4 separate regions of the Mus musculus genome follow, and regions 1, 3 and 4 are each linked to region 2. A link is a contact called in public Hi-C and promoter capture Hi-C data. All regions are on one chromosome and are shown on one strand. The core of a region is the stretch at or near the end of the contact, and the rest is flanking DNA. Distances in the headings are between cores, read along the strand shown.

Region 1 (3,215 bases), core at 475-2,974, 6.1 Mb before region 2:
AGTGTATGGATGCAAATACACTCAAGTTTCAGAATGCACTAATTGTTTACGAATGCTAAGGATCAGAAAGACACGGTGCTTCAGGTTGCTCATCTATATAATGCAAACAATGTTCATACAGCATTATAACCCTATACAATAATATGTTGATGCAAAATACTTTTTTTTCTTGATCCAAATATGAGTGACCATGACCCAGGTACAGACTCAGACTGCCCCACATAACATGTGCCAACACAGAACTGGTTCCACTGTCTGTATAGTTACACAATACCAACTCATAAGTCAAGGGATTATTTCTTCAGATATATTGGTGGGGACAGCAGGTGAGAAGTTTACAGTGATGTGGAGAGAACTTAGCTGTTATCTGATGACACTTGTGGCTTTGAGTAGGCAGAAGCTAATTTGGATGTTTACACATCCCAAAAGTTTTACCTGATAGCCAAAATGAGGTTAGGTCACACAGGATGGGCCAGGGTGGGCTCTTAAGGGGACTAATGACAGTCTGACAGAACCTTGGCTCTGGATTTGCAACTTTTCCCAATCAGGAAATTAGAATCAATGAATACACCTTGAAGAATATTTAACTTTAGGGGAGCTTTCTTGGAGAAGCCAGGTCGCTCATGGGTCAAGAGGATAGTCACTAGAACAGTTAGTGCATAACCTTCTCCCAACCCATGTTACACAAAATAAATAACTAAACCATGAATTACTACTGACAGAGAATGCTTATCCATTAGACATGAAAGTGGAAACTACAAAATAAAACGTAAGAATAAGTTTAAAACCAAATGACTACACAATATAACAACATGGCAATTCATAGATAAATATGATTTTCTAACTACATCATCTCTTTGAAAACGATTTCCTCCTTATTCAACAGTTCTTTCATAATAGAAAGCTACACCCAAGCATGGGTGGCCAAAAGTAATGACAACACTGAGCATGGTAGCAGATGCCTTTAATCTCAGCACTGGGAAGGCAAAGGTAGGTGGAGCTCTGTGAGTTCACAGCCAGCCTGGTCTGCATAGTGAGTTCCAGGCCATCCATGGCTCTATAAAACCCTGTATTAAAAAAAAAAAAAAAAAAGTCAACGGAGACAAAAAGTTGATCCATTGTCTAAACTGCATGTAATCAAATATACCCTATTGTATTCGATATGGAGTTATGCCCTTTCCCGTTAAAACAAAATGCGTGGTGTCTGGGGCAGACTCAAGAGGACAGGGACAAAAAAAAAAAAAAAAACTTTCCCTGGAGAAACTTTCTGAAGCATCCATACTGAGGAAAGCCACTTCTCTAACCGTGGACTCCAGAGGCTACACTGAAGAAAAATCAAATGGCATTTTCCTGGCTTTCATTGTTTTTGACCCGTCTAACCCCGCCCTGGGCTGTGGCTGGGAACGCACAAATTTGCCCTTCTGTGGTGACTCGCAGGTGAAAGGAGGACACGCATCTTCAATACCACAGCTGTCACTCTACAATCCCAGGCTGGATCCTGCTTCTGCTCCTCCCGCGCCTGCCTCGCCCCAAGCTGTGCACATGCGCATTCCAAGAGCTCCGCGCCCCCTGGCTGAGTCTCTGAGTCTCCCAGCCTCGGTGCCACGCCACCTGCCTTCCTGCCCTTCTTAGGGCAGCTAGCTTCACTACCCCATACTGGGCACGCGCACACCCGGCCATTTTTTTTTCCTCGGCCGGTGAGGTGGGGGCAGTGGGCGGAACCAAACTGCTTGCGCACGCTCGGGGCATGCGCAATACGGGGACTGAGGCGCCAGCTGTCGACTTGGAAGTTCCGGGGAAGGAGCGCATGCGCTAGGGTACGCGTTGCCGGCGAGAGGGCAGCCTGACGACTCGGAAATTTGAATACCACAGTAGCATGGAGTGTGACCTCATGGAGACTGACATCTTGGAGTCGTTGGAAGATCTAGGGTAAGACGGCGGGGGCATGAGTTTCTGAAAGTCCACTCTGCTAGAGCCCCGGCAACTCCTCGGGCGCCCGGTCGGAGCCACCTGCCTTGCCACTCCGCACCCGACTCCCGCCGGAGCTTCCCGCTGCTGGCCCAGGGACCCCCGGTGCCACGTCCACACCTACCCTGCCCACTGGGCTCCGACGGCCCTCGTCCTCCCCGGTGCTCCCCTACAGCCCAGCTACCCGCAGCGTGTCTCAGTCATGCGTGTCATTGTCTGGGCTCCGGTTCTCACCACCCCCCCACTCCCCAAGCTTTCTCTTCTTGCCTCCCGTCCTCCCACCCTACCCCCACTTTATGGTTTGCCAAAGTTGTATCTGCTTTCCTACTTGGCCCCAAGATTCCCTACTTCTTTCTTGAGCTTCTACCCCCCACCCTACTTCTCTGTCTCTCTCTCTCTCAAAAAAAAAAAAAAATCATCTTTGCTCAGTCATCTCTGCATGCACCTAGGCTTCCCAAAGCGCACGTCTGGGCGATGCAGCCGGCTGCTCTCAAGCCCGCTCAGCTGTGCACCTAACCTTTCAACCACCTGCTTTGGAAATGACAGTCAGTGACTTCAGACCTCCAGCACAGCCTCGCTGAACTCCAGCATTCCAGGGTCATCCTCACCCACCAAGAATCAGCATATTTGCATCTTGACTCTCAGTCATAGTCTTCAGTGTTTAGGAATTTGGAAATAAGGCTTATTTATCTTGTTTGGTCACCCAGATCAAGGTGCTTAAACTTGAGAACCTAGAGGCTCTTAGGCAAAAAAAAAAAAAAAAAAAAAAAAAAAAAAAAAAAAAAAAAGCCCTGCATGATTAAGTATTTGCCTGCGAATAACTATTTCAGGATAAAATCAGCGTAGAAGAAATGACGCACCGAGGTCCTCCTGCCTCTGGCACCTGAGAGCTATGATTAAAGGAGTGAGCCCCCATGCCCTGCCGATTGTTGTATTTTTAACTATAATCCTTAATCAAAGCTTAACTTTAGGCTTTTCCATGCCATGGAAATTCTTAAGGGACACCTTTCTTTAGGGAAGGACACCTTTGAGGTAGCCAAAGCGCAACCCATGTGACTAGCTTGGTGTCCTAGTAGGTACTGACCATAAAGGAAGCTTACTAACCATCGCTGTGAACATCAGCCGCTGTGGTCATTTCTTTGAATCACATTTTGTGCATAGCCCAGACTTGGCCAACTTAGTTCTTGCAATGGGCCACACGTAAGCCTTATTCTGTGGAACGGGTGCTTTTCAACGGGTGTCTAAAG
Region 2 (3,033 bases), core at 191-2,690:
ACAGCATCATCGACGTGAATGACAGCTGCAGCGGGAGCCGGGGAGCGGGCGGTCAGATGCTCCGCCGGGGCTGTCCACTCCGCGGGCACTGAAAACGTCAGGGAAGGTCTCTCTTGGAGCCAACGCGGACTTGACAAAACAGTTGACAATTAGGGCAAAGCACGTACGGCAGAATCATTAGAACCCACAGAAGCCCCGGCCCCAGCGGCGACACCGCGGCGTGGCGATGCCCCCGTGGCTTCGGAAATACCCGCTATCCCTTTAAAAAGTACCCCCCGCAGGCCGGAAGTGACCGCTCGGCGCCACGAGTCGAGCCCCTCGGTGCAGCACGGCCTCGAGCCTCGCGCACGTCCGCGGTCCCGTGGGTTTCCTGCTCTTGCTGCAGTTCTCCGCCGCCAGTCCTCTCCGCGCGGGCAGTTCGGTCACTAAATCTCAGAGACCCGGCGCCTCCCCCAAGCTCCAGCCTACGCCAGGCCTGCTTCCGGGTTCGGCCTGCGCTCCCGGCCCGCTCTAGTGACGCACTTCCGGTGGTGACCAGGCTTGGCTCCGCCCCAAGCTGACACGCGGGCTGATCGGGTTCCCAGCCGTGCACTGTGCTGGGAGGACAGCGAATTCCTGCACCGGGGACCAACTGCTCCGCCACGGCTCGGTCTCTGGGGTTTCTTACCGTCCTGGGCGGAAATGGATAGAATCCGCCAGACCACACGACCCGGGGCCTAACTCTCCAGCCCTGTGACCGCGGCCGTCTGTGTCAAGCTCTCCCTTGGCTCTGCCCAGGGCCCTTGTCGCTTGGCGCTGGGACCTTCAGAAGTTGAAAGGGTTTGCCAGAGGCATCTCAACCACCCTTTCTTAGACTGGCTTTGAAATGGTGTCACCCACCCTCTTGGACTGAATATCTCAGGTCATCTTAGGGTTTCCTCCCGGAATTACTTAGTTTTACACATTCTGGTTCATCCTCTTCTCAAAGGTTGTTTTTTGGATCGAGAAGTTCAGGCAGAAAGCGTTCACTTTCAGTTTTTCCTTGTATCTCTCACGATGCTGTATGACTTGACCTCATAATCTGGTGTCTGGTTAAGTATAAAACTATTCTTTACTTCTCACCCCTCCACAGGGCTGTTTGGATTGTTTCTTTTGTAATAACGTATTATACCGTTTAGAAAACACAGGAAACACAGCTTGGGCGAGTTGGGTGTTTCCTGCTGAAAATTGTGAATATAACGTTTCATGAGAAAAGGAAAAAAAAAAAAGAGCTAATGAGTGGAGCACCCCATCTGAGCTGTGTCCACTTGCCTTGTTCCCTTAAACTAAAACTAATTGCTTCTTGCTAGCACCACCATTGGCTTTTGCAGTCCCCCCAACCCTATTCTGATTTTGTGCTCCTTTCACTGTTTTCTGGCAGTTTTTCTCTGCTTATAAAGATCTTTAAGAAAAAAAGAAAAGAGGAAAAAAAGTTAAAAAAAAAAAGTTTGTTTAAACTCATTCTTTGTATACTCCAAGAAAATTGCAGCTCTTGTTGAAGGCCTTTATCTTTGCACCACTTCCTGTGTTTCTCTGCAATTCATGTGCATTCTTCTGAGGGCTAAGTCAGTTTCTCAACACTTTTACAAACCAAGAATGGATTCCCCCTTGGCCTGGAAGCCATCTCAATAAAATTTTATCATGAAACTATCACTTCTGTCTCCCAGCTTTCTGGAACATTGTCTACCTCAGTGAATACTTGGCTCCAGGCTAAATCTACCCCCAGTAGAGAGATTGGATGTTTGCTTTTTACTTTGAATAGGGAGCAAATTTGTGGGTACTGAAATTGCCTGGTGCATTTAGGATGGCCTCCGTGTAGCTAGTGGTGTCAAGTTCTTTTACTGAAAAACTAGTTCCATTGAGAGTATGTATATAATGGATTCCATCAACTTAGCCTTTGGGCGAGTCACCTCAGCAGATGTCCAGTTACACATATAGCATCCAAGCATAATGCTTATTCAATAGAAAGAGAACTGAAACCTCTCTCAGCAGGCTGATTGGAAAGATACTTGTATTTGTATTTTTCCAGCAATAGTTGAGGCCACACTTAGAGATCTATTGTACAATATAAGATTAAATCAGAGCATTAGATTTCTCTCTAGTTCTTTGAGCCTGCCCTCATGGTTTCTCAAAGACTCTTTAAATGTTTGCCTTACTGAACTTGGATTCTATCACCTGCCCCTCCTCATAGTCTATAAAGTTGAACACTCCCTTTATGCTTTCCAAATCAGTAGTGAGTCTTGGAAAGAAAATACAAAAGTCTCCAGAGCATGGCAAAGCCCACATTGTTATTTGATGTCCAACTGTAGTTGGACAAGTGTATGGCACAGACTGAGAGGCACCAGGGGGAGGAGCTATGGGAAAGGCAATGCTGCCTGGAGTTCATGACTAGAAGAGGGAGAAACTCTTCAGTGCAATTTTGCTTCAGTTGGGAGAGTGTTGGAAGTGTAAAGGTGTGCCTATTCCAGCTGTTGGAGTCAGGGTAGCGTCCTAGGACAGTTTATCCAACGGATCAGCAGGAATAAAGTGAGGGGGGGGAATTATTGGTCTATAGGCAAAAGGATAGCAGTTGAAAAGGTCCAGAGGAATTAAAATGTTCGTGTTCAGGGAACTGCAAATAGGTATCAGAATGGGAGCTGGGGTGATAGGTGCCACTGCCAAGCACACATGAGCAGCCAGTCCCAGATCTGCCTAACTGCAGTGCTACCTGGGTCTCTCTCACGACGTCCACACTCTTTGGTCAAAGTATGTAAAACTACTGAGGTGTGCTAGGCATCCTTGCACCCTCCTGTGCACATAATGACTGAGATGAAGTAAGCTTAACAAGAATGTCTATACTGACTTGCATGTACGTTTTCTCCTGATAACTATGGCTTCCTCAAGCAAAATACAAATTACTGTCCCAATACATTCTTGAAGGCGTATCTATCAGTGTTCTGGTCTAGGAGTTAAAAGGATCTTTTACATCTTATTTTGACCTTTGGCCATGGAGGAGTGATGCTTGCTTGCTTCTTC
Region 3 (3,077 bases), core at 157-2,656, 5.9 Mb after region 2:
ATGTGCCAAAGGGTAGACGAATGCTTGACTTACAAGAAACTGACAGGGCTGTACTTTCTGCACAATTTTAGCTTCATTTGCTCTAGAAAAGAGCCAAGCCGAGATGGCCATAACTTGACGATTCACGAATGGAGCTCTGAGAGCCTGGAAGACCCTTTCCTCGATTACAGGCAGAAGAACCATGGGCATGTGGGGGATATCCGTAGGTGAAGGAGTTCAGACAGCACATTTGAGAGTAACAAATATGTGAATATCTGGACAAATCTTTTTCCCATTGGTTTTTGAAATTCTGATATCCTCAACTCTCTCCCCGGTAGCTTTTGAATATACCCAGGGAGTATATTCTTCAGCAGGGAGGGGTGGGGCTTCTTTTAATGAAGAGTAGAAACTGCCAGAAACAAATCACCTCATTTCTTCGCAGCCTTTGTTTCTTTTCTGCCACTCCCCCCACTGACACTTTTTCTAAAGTCCTCTCCACTGCCTGATCCACTGCTTTGGACTCTTAGCATGGTTTCAAAGTTCCCTCCAAAACTTACCCTGAAATTTGCTACTGTTAACAGTATGCATGCAACATTCCTAAGGGGGTCCTTTAAGAGGTGATGAGGACACTAGAGTTCCGCCCTCCAGGAACAAATTGTTACCACAAGAGTAGGTTCCCGATAAAAAATGATAGACAGTTTCCGGCGCTTTTACCCTGCCACTTAGCTGACACTGCATGTTATTCTACTTTCCAAAGCCTCCAGAGCGAGATAAACTTCTTCATAGTTTACTGTTGTATGTAGCATTGTTATAGCAGCAGAAGAGACTAAGACAACTAACTTTCCCTACCTTCTCCCCTGTGAAAGCTGACCTCTCCCCATCCGAGAACCTGTGTCATCACTGTAACTTAAGACTTCTGAAGTCTGATCAACTTGCATGTTTTAGTTCCCCACCTTAGCCACCAAAGTCTGTCCTAAGGGCACCACACTAATATTCACAGAGTGGACAGACTGGATTTCAAGGTGTCAAACAACAGTAACATTGAGCTTGGAGCCTGGAATGTTGGAGTGTTTTTTCCAGCGTGTATACCTGTTTTCAGCGTGATACATGTTTTCAGCCCGCAATTGTGTGCAAAGGCAGCAGTATGCAACAGGTGCCTAGACACAGGAGTAGAATCAGTGTAGTCACCTAGCTAACGGATCCTTACTGGACTGTCACCCATCACCCAAGGGCTCAGGCCTCTCAGGTGGAACTGGTTCTTCCGTTCTCAATTGGCCTCAGTTTCCGAGTCAGGGCGATGGTGGGGTGGGAAGTGAAGGGGAAGAGCCAAGCTGAGCCTGGCCAATGGCAGCTCTTGAACTTACACCTCCAGACGTCAGCGCGGCCGTGGAAACGGATGTCACCCAGCTGGCTCGGAAGCGTCTCCATCCGCTTCGGGAGAGGGGCGTGAGCCCGGAGGCGTCCAGGCCACCTCCGTGTGCAGCCGGAGGGAGTGCGCGGCCCCGTCAGCGCGCAGCCCCGAGGTCCCCGCTTCTCCCCCGGCGGCGCTCCCGCCCCTGGGTGAGACCCGCGCGCCCCCGCGGGCGGCTCCGCCCCCTCCCGGAGCGGGCGGCGCGCTCCCGCGGCGACGGGCCGTGTCGCGGGCTCGCGCGCCGCCGGCCCAGCCGCAGTTAAAATGGTCCGAGTCGGGCCCGCGCTGCCCCCGCCGCGGCGCTGACTGACTGAACCGGCTGGCCTGGCCGGCAGACTCGCTTCCCTCCCTCGCGTCCCCACAGCTCGCGCCCGTCCTCCTCCCGGCTCCCCGGGGGGCAAAGCATGTAGCCCGCGTCGGGCACCCGGGCGGCCCGCAGCTGACGCCCACCCCCGCCGTCGCGTGTGCCGGGTGCGCGGCGCGGGCGACCCAGCCAGCGGCCTGCCCCGCCGCCGGAGCCCGCCCCTCGGGCCTCCCTCTCCCGCCCCGTCCCGGTCGCCCTCCTCGGGGCCTTCTATATGGGCCACCTTCTCTCGAAGGAGCCGCGTAACCGCCCGAGCCAGAAGAGGCCTCGCTGCTGCAGCTGGTGTCGCCGCCGGCGCCCTCTCCTCAGACTGCCCCGCCGGGCTCTGGCCAAGGCGTCCCCGCAGCCCGCGGCGCCCCGGAGCCGGGACTGCTTCTTCCGCGGGCCCTGCATGCTCTGCTTCATCGTGCACAGCCCCGGCGCGCCCGCCTCCGCCGGCCTAGAGGAGGAGCCGCCGCTCTCGCCACCGCCGCCGCCGCCGCGGGACGGGGCCTACGCCGCCGTCTCCTCGCAGCACTTGGCGCGGCGCTACGCGGCCCTGGCCGCCGAGGACTGCGCCGCCGCCGCACGCCGCTTCCTGCTGTCCTCGGCCGCCGCCGCCGCCGCCGCTGCCTCGTCGCCCGCGTCCTGCTGCAAGGAGCTGGGGCTGGCCGCCGCCGCCGCCTGGGAGCAGCAGGGCCGGAGCCTCTTCCTGGCCGGCGTGGGGCCCGTGCGCTTCCTGGGACCGCTGGCCGCCGTGCAGCTCTTCCGGGCACCGCCGGCGCCGCCGCCGCAGGCCGAGCCCGCCACGGCCCTCGAGATGGTTTGCAAGCGGAAAGGGGCCGGGGTCCCCGCCTGCACCCCCTGCAAGCAGCCCCGTTGCGGCTGCGGGGGCTGCGGCGGGGGCGGCGGCGGCGGGGGAGGGCCCGCGGGAGGAGGTGCCTCGCCGCCGCGGCCGCCCGATGCCGGCTGCTGCCAGGCCCCGGAGCAGCCCCCGCCGCCGCTCTGCCCCGCGCCCGCCTCTCCCGCCTCAGAGTGTGCCCCCATCGTGGCCGCCGCCGGGGACACAGTCCGAGCCGGGGGCACCGCCCCCTCGTCTGCCCAGCAGCAGCCCGAGAGCGGCGACGCGGACTGTCAGGAGCCCCCCGAAAACCCCTGCGACTGTCACAGGGAGCCGCCCCCCGAGATCCCAGACATCAACCAACTGCCGCCGTCCATCCTGCTTAAGGTGGGTCTGGGCGAGGAGGCGCAGGGATGCTCACTCCCCCCCCCCCGCCCCCCTAACCCGGCTCCCCCGCCTCCGAGGCTTTCTCTCTCCTCCCCCTGTGTGCAGAGGAGGGGGGG
Region 4 (3,368 bases), core at 793-3,292, 5.1 Mb after region 2:
CACAGAGCTTATAGAACGAATCTTTCTTTCATATGTGTGTGTGTGTGTGTGTAATGTATATGTATCTATAAAGGGTATTTATTGAAATGACTTATAGACTGCAGTCCAACTAATCTAACAATAGCTATGCTATCTGTGAACAGAAAGTCCAAGAATCTAGTAGTTGCTCAGTCCCACAGATTGGGTGTCTGAGCTGGTCTTCTGTTGATGCTGGAATCCTGAGGAAGAAGGCTCCAAGGCCAGTGAAGGAATGGATGTGCTACTAAGGCAAAAGCAAGCAGGCAAAGAGCAAAAACCTTTCTTCTTCCCCATCCTTATATACGCCCAGTAGAAGGTATGGCCAAGATTAAAGGTATGTGTGTCTTCCTGTTTCAAGATCTGGATTTAAGGTATGCCTTTCTATCTACCTCAAGATCTGGATCAAAAGCCTGTGTCTTCCCATCTCAAGATCTAACCAGGAGTATGTCTTCCCAACTCAAAGATCCAGACTAGAAGTGGATTCACCCACATCATACTAACCAGAAAAACCTCTCACAGATGCGCCCTCCCTTCTGGATTGTAGTTCATTCTAGTATACCCAGACATGGTATGGAAATGATTGAGATTTGAGAAGTCCTGCACCTGCCAACCTGTTAGTGTGTTCAACTGAACCAATCTTCAAGACTCTAAAGGAAAATTAGTTAAAATATACATTCTCTTTCAAGAGAGCAAGGACTTGGAGACATGTAAAAGAGTAATTTGGGGGGCGGGTAAAATATATGCTACTGGGGTATTCTGGGAATTAAACTTGGTTTCACAAAATGTCTAGCAATTTCTCGTGTTTTTATGGGAAATGTCGAATCATTTCTTTACATCGATGGTAGAAAAAGTAGTTTCAGTTCACTGGCAGATTTTACAGCTAAAGGACATCACAAGAAGTGGGGCTCTTAATCTGTGTGGGTAGGGAGGCCACGTGATAAATATATCCTGGGCTTTTGAGCTCTGGGTGATGAAGCTGGGGGTGGGGGCGGGGAGTTAAGAGAAGAGAGCTAGGCTGTAATCAGAGAAGCAGGCAGGCTTCAGGATGAGAAAAGGGGACATGTGCATCACTGACATAACGAACTTAAACTGTGACTGGGTTTAAATTAAGCAAGGTGTCCAGGGACTCCAGCTGTTGTATTTATTTTGGTTGCATGAGACGAGAGCTGATAACTCCGAGCCTGACACCCGATATAACTTAGCTGTCAGCTGCTAAACTCTGGTCAGGCCAAATCTACATCTCACCTATAGCTGCTTTATACAAACAGAATCAGAGAGCAGGGCGAGGGTCTGACCAGTGGTGGGCGGGTACCACGCACCACAGAGAACCACAGCAAACAAGCTCTTCGTACGTTTCTTTCCCTCGCTGCTATCAGAATTGCAACTGGTTTCGGATTTTCTTTTCTTGTACTTCAAATTGCAAATACTGGGTAACTTCTCACAGCCTTGGGAACCGAATTCTGCACCTCCATTTTGCTGGGGGGCATGCGGGAATGGAGGGAGAAGTGTAACTGCGCCAGTCCTGCGCTCAGCTCTCCACACCCCCTTCCCTTCGGGAGACCCCGCCCTTTTCTCCCAGCCAAACCACAAAAGGCCTGACAGTGGATCGGGCCTCGGCGCCCCGCCCCCGCCCAAACGTCGCAGTGCTGCAGGGGCGGGCGCAGGGCCAGAGAGGGGGCGGAGCCAAGCGCGTCTCCACTCTCCTCGGCCAATCCGCGAAGGGCCTGGGAGAGAGCTTGCAGGCGCCAGGCAGAGAGACAGCCCCAGTTATTTTCCCTTTTTCTGCCACGTCCAACCATGACGTAGGCCTACTTCTAGGACTGCGATTGGATGCGTGCTTTTCCCCCTGCAGAGGGCCGTGAAGTCTATTGGCTGCGCCCTCAGGGGGCGGGGCTAAAGCGCTCCCTTCCTCCGCCTCCTTCGCAGCGCAAGGGGCGGGACGCGCCGCCGCCGCCGCCGCCGTCACCACCTCTGCTTCCGCCGCCGCCGCCGCCGCCGCCGCTGCAGCCGCTGCGCGTTCGGCGGGGGAGGAGTCGGAGGCGGAGAAGAAGGCGGTGGTGGCGGGTGGAGGATCGAGCGCTGTTCTCGCTCTGGAGCCGCTGCACATCTCGGTGAGGGCAATTTTTATTTTTTTCTCTCTCCATTCTGGCTGATTCTGTCAGAGCGGATCTGGGTGAGGGAGCCGCTGCCCAGGCGCCTCGGCTTCGGGGGTCTCCGAGGAACGGACCGAGCCGTGGCCGGCCATGGTGGGTGGGGTTGGCGACTGAGAGGCCTCCGGCCATCCCGCCCGGGGCCGCGCTCTAGCCCGAGCCGCCGCGCCCGCCGCCCGCTCGCTCCCGCCGGCTGTCTGCTGTCCTTGGTGCCCTGGTCAAGGACCCGGCGCCTTGCCCCTCGCGGCCCGCCAGTGCCGCCCACCCTCAGGCCCGCCGCGGAGGACCGTGGCGCACTAGGCCTGCGGGGCCCCTGCCCGGCCCGGCACGGCACGCCTTCCATCCCTGCCTCCCGGATTTGCGTCCTCCCCGATTGTCACCGAGGCCCAGGCACCCTGTCAGGCAGTGCCAGTGGCCTACCGTCTTCTTGGTCAGCGTTAGGCCCCAGCACGCCTGTCAGAGGCACCTTCAGGGCTCCCCTCCCCGCCCCCACCCGCACCTCCACCCCCACCCCAAGATGCCTCCAGGTTTATCATTTTTTGCGCACATTAAAAATGGTGAGTTGAAAGCTGCCCAGACCAAGTTGAATAAAATAAAACAAAAAAAAAAATTGTATGTCTACATAGACAACTGCTTTGACGATCCTCATTCTGTCAAGTATACGATTCTTTTTTTTTTTTTTAAAGAGGCCTTACTCTATTTTTATCACGAAATATTTGCTATTATTTCTTTTAAGATGGCAGTCATTGCTGAAGACTTAACAGGTCATTTGATGAGTGTATACAGGAACGTAAAAAAATAACAGAAATAAACGTAACATGTTTGTGATTGTCTTCTGGATTTCATGTCTTTTTATATGAAATAATTTTATTCTTCTATTACAGACATGCACCCTCCGTGTAAAATTCAGCAGTATAAAGAGAGAAGTATTAAATAAATACTAATATGTGACTATTTTCATCCTTCAGTGCCCCACCAGTATTTCGGTTTGGTGGTCATCTTTCCAAGTGCTTTCACAAACGCATCTTGAAAGATACACACACATGCAGAGTTGTCTCCTTCAGGGATGGGGGTGAGGGCTATGCTGAGCACATTTGTGTAAAGCTTGCTTCTTCTAATTATATATCTTGGACATAGACTCCCGTTTTATGTAGGCCTCCCTAATACTTTTTCTATCTAAGGGTACATCCTATTTCTTTA

The links. Promoter capture Hi-C pulls out the DNA fragments that hold promoters and counts their contacts. A called contact is a pair of places that touch in the nucleus more often than the background predicts.
Region 1: a contact with region 2 is called in a promoter capture Hi-C map of pre-B cells, with 4 times the contacts expected there. The contact joins the promoter of Fam98a here to the promoter of C030034I22Rik in region 2. A contact is called at or near these places in 1 of 39 promoter capture datasets (pre-B cells), 1 of 484 Hi-C or Micro-C datasets (CD4 T cells) and 1 of 9 other capture datasets (liver).
Region 3: a Hi-C map of regulatory T cells shows a contact between it and region 2, with 7 times the contacts expected there. The contact joins the promoter of Fbxl17 here to the promoter of C030034I22Rik in region 2. A contact is called at or near these places in 2 of 484 Hi-C or Micro-C datasets (CD8 T cells and regulatory T cells).
Region 4: a Hi-C map of CD8 T cells shows a contact between it and region 2, with 5 times the contacts expected there. The contact joins the promoter of Pja2 here to the promoter of C030034I22Rik in region 2. A contact is called at or near these places in 2 of 484 Hi-C or Micro-C datasets (CD4 T cells and CD8 T cells).

The regions. Positions count from the first base shown.
Region 1 is chr17:75,550,455-75,553,669 of GRCm38.p6, reverse strand. Fam98a (family with sequence similarity 98, member A) reads left to right here and starts at 1,724. Exons shown (of 8, transcript NM_133747.2): 1 at 1,724-1,929. The coding sequence starts at 1,877.
Region 2 is chr17:69,414,854-69,417,886 of GRCm38.p6, reverse strand. C030034I22Rik (RIKEN cDNA C030034I22 gene) reads right to left here and starts at 1,440. Exons shown (of 1, transcript NR_026848.1): 1 at 1-1,440.
Region 3 is chr17:63,498,909-63,501,985 of GRCm38.p6, reverse strand. It overlaps Fbxl17 (F-box and leucine-rich repeat protein 17), which reads left to right and starts at 1,406. Exons shown (of 9, transcript NM_015794.1): 1 at 1,406-2,961. The coding sequence starts at 1,969.
Region 4 is chr17:64,330,557-64,333,924 of GRCm38.p6, reverse strand. Pja2 (praja ring finger ubiquitin ligase 2) reads left to right here and starts at 2,042. Exons shown (of 10, transcript NM_001025309.1): 1 at 2,042-2,129.